Regions from separate parts of the Sus scrofa genome. Here region 1 is linked to region 2. A link is a contact called in public promoter capture Hi-C data. All regions are on one chromosome and are shown on one strand. Each heading gives the region's core, a stretch centred on a gene start, on an enhancer-like site or on the middle of the called end of the contact. The rest is flanking DNA. Distances are from core to core; before and after follow the strand shown.

Region 1 (2,735 bases), core at 87-2,586, 220 kb after region 2:
GCTCGGATCTGGGGTTGCGGTGGCTCTGGCGTGGGCCGGCAGCAAAAGCTCCGATTCGACCCCTCGCCTGGGAACCTCCATATGCTGCAGGTGTGGCGGTAAAAAGACAAAAGACTAAAATACAATAAAATAAAATAAATAAAAAACAGACTGCTTAACGAGTACAGGCCTTTCTTTTTGGGGTGATGAACATGTTTGGAACTAGTTGGAGGTGGTGGTTGACAACACTACAGATGTACTAAATGATATAAAATACTATTATATATATAAATTTCTTTCTTTTTTTTTTTGTCTTTTGTTGTTGTTGCTATTTCTTGGGCCTCTCCCGCGGCATATGGAGGTTCCCAGGCTAGGGGTCCAATCGGAGCTGTAGCCACCGGCCTACGCCAGAGCCACAGCAACGCGGGATCCGAGCCTCGTCTGCAACCTACACCACAGCTCACGGCAACGCCGGATCGTTAACCCACTGAGCAAGGGCAGGGACCGAACCCGCAACCTCGTGGTTCCTCGTCGGATTCGTTAACCACTGCGCCACGACGGGAACTCCCTATATATATAAATTTCTTATTGCATGTTACATGCTGCGATATATTACATATTACATCATGTAGTAAATTATATTACATACATATATAGTACAATTCTGTAATATTGTTAATTATATAAAACTGTATGTAGGTGAGTATGTAAAATTATGTAATGTAATATATACAATATATAACATAACATTACATATGTTACAGAATATAAAATGCGGAGCTCCTGTTGTGGCTCAGGGGTAAGACCAACTAGTATCCATAGGGCCGCATGTTCCATTCTGGGTGCCGCTCAGTGGGTTAAGATCCGGCGGCGTTGCTGTGAGCTGCGGTGCAGGTTGCAGATGCAGCCAGTTGGGATCCCTCCATGCTGTGGCGGTCGTCTTGGCCAGCGGCTACAGCTCTGATTCGACCCCCAGCTTGGGAACTTCCACGTGCTCCCGGTGCAGCCCTAAAAAAAAAAAAAAAAAAAAAAAAAGACTATACACACACACACACACACACAATATTAGAAATACTTTAAAATGGTTAATTCCATCTTACATGAAATTAATGAAAACAAAGGTGGACAAAAACTAAAGTAAAAGTACTCTGCCAGCCCCGACCTTGAGCACAGCCCTCGCTGCCCACGCACGGGTACTTTACCTAAGATAAGGTAAAGCGCCAAAAGCCCTGCGCCGCGGGCTGGCGGCTTCGAACCCAGGTGGAGCTGGAGCTGGGCGGGGCCGGGGCGGGGCCACAAGGCCCTCGGGTCCGCCCCCGCTGCCGTCAAGCGGCCCGAGCGAGTTTTGCGACAGAGAGAGTACAGCTCGGCGGCGTCGCAGACTCGCTTTCCGGCGGGTGCGCGGGGCTCGGCGGCCTCCGCGGTCCGCGCGAGCGCTCCCGCCCGCTCCCTGTCTCCCGGTTCCGGGGCGGCTAGTCTGTGGCGAGAGAGTGGGGCCGGGCCCGCTTCTGGCCTGACCCAGGAGGTGACCTTGGTTGAGTCGCCTGTAGCGCCGAGCCGTGGCGCCCGTCTGTGGCGCGGGCCTGTCAGGGACCCGGCTCCCGAGCGGTTGAGGACACAGACCTCGAGCGGCCCCACGGGCTGCCCCGTGGCAGGGGGAGCGCCGGGCCTCTGGCGGGGGTGCTGGGAAATTCGGCCGGGGGGAGATGCCCCTCCATGTGAAATGGCCGTTCCCTGCGGTGCCGCCGCTCACCTGGACCCTGGCCAGCAGCGTCGTCATGGGCCTGGTGGGCACCTACAGCTGCTTCTGGACCAGTGAGTGGACCCAAAGCTGAGGCGGCAGGGTCGGTCACAGGTCTCCACGCCCAACGAGAATTGGGGTTCGGGGTTGGGGGCACTGGCGGGTGTGAGCTTGGCTGGGGTGGAGCCCTGGGCGCCCGGGAAGGGAGGCCAAGACCCCCACTCCCTTTCTCCCCCCCGCCCCCAGAGTACATGAACCACCTCACGGTCCACAACAAGGAGGTGCTGTACGACCTCATCGAAAACCGAGGCCCAGCCACACCCCTCATCACGGTCTCCAATCACCAGTCCTGCATGGATGACCCTCATCTCTGGGGTACACGGACCAGTGTGCTGGGCACGGGGAGGCAAGGAGAGAACCTGGGACAGGGCCGAACAGAAGCAGAACCAACCCGCTTCTCAATGGGCTCACCTGTTTCTGCCATGTCCTGCCCCAGGGGTGAAAGGTTGACTTGTGGCCCCTTTAGCATCTTCCTAGGGAGTGTGATTTGGAGAGAGCCTCAGAAATTTGGAGGGAATGAGGAAGTGTGGAAGTGACTGCAGAACAAGGTTTGCCAGCGCCTTTGCTCTGATGAATCAAGCCTGTGGAACCTTCCATTCTCTAAACGGTTGAGGGTTCCAAAGAGCCTGGGGGACAAATCTGAGGACCCCAGGGTGTCCCGTCAAGGAAGCGGTGGGCTAGGAGCTGGAAAACCTGTGTCCTGGTTCCAGGTTTGCCCCGGCTGGGTTTGTAACCTTCAGCCAGGCTCATGTGGGAGCCCAGTTCCCCACCTAGAAGTTCCTGTTCTGCCGACCTCACGGGGAGTTGCTTAGCTCCAGTAACCTAGATGGCTGGGTACAGGGTGCCCAGGGCTCCCACTGCTGAACTCTGGAGGTTAGACTGGGAGGGAGAGCTCAGGGCGAGCCATGAGGTCAAATGGGAGCCTTTCAGAGCTCACCCTTAACTAGTGAGTAGA
Region 2 (2,700 bases), core at 1-2,500:
CCCCGATCTTCAGCGCGTCTGAGAAGTCCTGGGTGCCCTGGCGGATCTCGTGGAGGGGCCAGCAGAACGAAGAGGGGGCCCCCGGCAAGAGGGACCCTGAGCTTTCTGGGCTTGGCTGTGGGCAGAGACCCCGGATCAGGGGAGGCCTGTCTCCTCCCCTCTGCCCAGGCCACAAGCTCCTTCAACTCCCAGCGCCCCTGCTGGGCTGGCTGGGGCTCCCCAGTGTAGCGAAGGCTGGGTTTCTTCGGGCTTGTCTCAGACCCGCGGGCCCGCAGGACCCACCTACCTGGGTAGAGAGAGGGGCTGCAGATAGCGCTGGGGGCTGGAGGGCGGCAGGGCTTGTGTGAGGGCCGAGCTCAGGGTCAGAATGAGTCTGGGAGCCTGGAAAAGCTGCATAAAGACACCAGTGACAGGGAGACGGCGACCGGCCGCAGGATTCACTGCCATGGCCAGGGTCAAGGGGGTCCTTTTCTCAGGTTCCTCAAGCCCACACCCGGCCGGGCTGTCTTACCTGGGGAGAGGAGGGTGGAGGCTGACGAGTGCAACTTCCGGGGGCTGGGGGCCTTGGCCTCCAAGGGTGCAGAGATGCTGTTGGGCCTGGGGGTGGTGCTGCTCGGGGGCAGAAAAGGGGCGGAAGGGTGCCCTAGGACACCGAGGAAGGAAAGGACTGTTAGGCCCAGGCGCGGGGCGGGGAGGGGGGAAGAGCTCCGTGGGACGCCCTGGGCGACCCCTAGCCCGGGGCCCGGCGTGGGGGCGAGGGCCACCGCGCGCTCACATGCTGTGATGATGTCCCGCGCGCGGAGCAGCTGCAGGTGCGTGAGAATGCGCACGAGGTCGGCCACGCGGGCGTTGCGGTTGATCCACGGCCACAGGACGCTGGCCGTGCGCTGCCCGGAGCGCTCGCACAGCCTCAGCTCGGTCTGGTCGCGCACGATCAGGGCGGCTGCGGGGCGGGGGTCGTCAGGCCTGGGCGCCGGGGCCCCGCGCGCTCCCCGCCCCGCCCCGCCCCCGCCGGCCCGCCGCCACCCACCGAACTGGCACCAGTCGGCGGGCTCCAGGGCGTCCATCACCTTGTAGAAGCGGCACATGACCCAGGGCGGCACCTCGTACAAGAAGTGCTGGGCGCCGGGGACCGCGGGGTCTCCCGGGCCTGGCCCCCCGGCCATGGCCGCTGCCGCCGCCGCCCGGCCGGGGCCTCTCGCGGCCTTTCGGGGCCGCGGCGGGCGCGGGCCTCGGCCGGCCGGGTCCGCGGACACTGACTCACTTCCCCTTTAAGCCGGCCTCGTGCGACGCCCGGCGGGGCGGAAGGGGCGGTGCCCGGGCCCGCCGCCATGTCGCCCGCCGCTGCCGCCGCCGCCGCCGCGAGCCCCGGCCACACGGGGGCGCCGCGCGCGACCGCTCGGCGGGAAGGCTGCGCAGTGGGCCCGGCGCGGGGGGGGGGGGGCGGGGGGGGGGCGGGCTCCCAAGAGGAGGGGCGGGCTCGGAGCGGCGGCGGCGCGGGGTTGTTCCGGAAAGGGCTGGCACCGGGCCGGCCGAGGGGCCCCGGGAGGCCGTCTTAAGAAGTTGGTTTTATCTAGGAGGCAGCGGAGGGTGGTCAACGGATCCGGGCAGGGCAGGGTCAGATGTGGGTCGCAGAGGCGGCCTGGCCGAGGCGGGGTGCAGAAGAACGGTCTGGAAGCTTTACAGCAGGTCAGCCCAACTCAGCATTTCCAGCCACCTCCTGGGCGCGGGAGCCCATCTTTCCCGCTCTTTGCAGCACCTGCCGTATCTCTTTCTTTGTTGGCTCCTCCGCCACTGGCACATGAAACGTGTTTACATCTCTTGAAAAGAGGCCTTCGGTTCCTGCTGTCGCTCCTCCCTCTTGTCACCCTCCTGGCTCAGCTGGCGGTCCCCCCCTCCTTTCTGAAGCGCTCATCGGGCACCGAGCTCCCAGGGCTGGCCGCACACTGGTCGCACTCTGCTGGGCAGCCATTGGTGTCCTTGGGGTCTCAGGCGCTTGGCGCGGCAGCAGCTGCTATTTCCCTGTCACCTCCCTGAGCTTTCCTGGAGTCCATCTCTTGCCCACAGGCCCACTGCCCCCAGTGCTACCTCTTAGTGCCGGGTCGTCTTCCTTAGGCACAACTCAAGCCACCTCACTTGCCTGCTTCGGGCCTTCCCGGGGTTCCCCGAAGCCCTCCGCTGGGGTCCCAGCTCTTCCGCCCTGCCCCCACTGCTGTCGTCACCCAGCCCCTTCCTGTCCACCTCTGTCTAGCGCTCGGCACACAGCAGCAGCCTGCAGCCATCCAGAGCTCCTTAGGGTTCCAAGAATGCGACCTGCCCTGCAGCGACCTGCCCTGCAGCTGCGTGGCCCGCACCGGACCAGCTGGAGCTCAGACAGCCCCCCGGGCGGAAGCTCGGCGGAGAGCTCCCTGGGCCCCTCAGGCGAGCCTCCCACAGCCCCTGCTTGGCCGGCACCTCTGACGCGTCCTTCTTCAGCCTCTCCACTTGGCTGCCTCCCCCACCAGATGGCAAAGACCCCCCCCCAAAGCAGCCAGGGTGACTTCGCCTTTTGTTTCTCCAGCTGCTTGCCCGCTTCAAAGGCAACAGGTCTTTGCTGACCCCCAAGGGCTGCTCACCCCTCCGCCCCACGCCAGGCGGCGTTCCCAGAAAACAGGTCTGCCCAAGACGGGCCTCTCCCCGAACGATGCGGCCACCTCCAGC

Evidence for each region. Promoter capture Hi-C pulls out the DNA fragments that hold promoters and counts their contacts.
Region 1: a contact with region 2 is called in a promoter capture Hi-C map of fetal liver, with 2.7 times the contacts expected there. The contact joins the promoter of TAZ here to the promoter of IRAK1 in region 2. A contact is called at or near these places in 1 of 5 promoter capture datasets (fetal liver) and 1 of 2 datasets of contacts at active chromatin or transcription factors (alveolar macrophages).

Annotation. Positions count from the first base shown.
Region 1 is chrX:124,938,700-124,941,434 of Sscrofa11.1, forward strand. TAZ (tafazzin) reads left to right here and starts at 1,337. Exons shown (of 10, transcript XM_021080761.1): 1 at 1,337-1,794; 2 at 1,967-2,095. The coding sequence starts at 1,686.
Region 2 is chrX:124,723,605-124,726,304 of Sscrofa11.1, forward strand. IRAK1 (interleukin-1 receptor-associated kinase 1) reads right to left here and starts at 1,251. Exons shown (of 15, transcript XM_003135490.4): 1 at 1,031-1,251; 2 at 776-943; 3 at 512-643; 4 at 287-390; 5 at 1-115. The coding sequence starts at 1,166. It overlaps LOC106507059 (a long non-coding RNA gene), which reads left to right and starts at 1,448. Exons shown (of 2, transcript XR_001302752.2): 1 at 1,448-1,689; 2 at 2,252-2,700.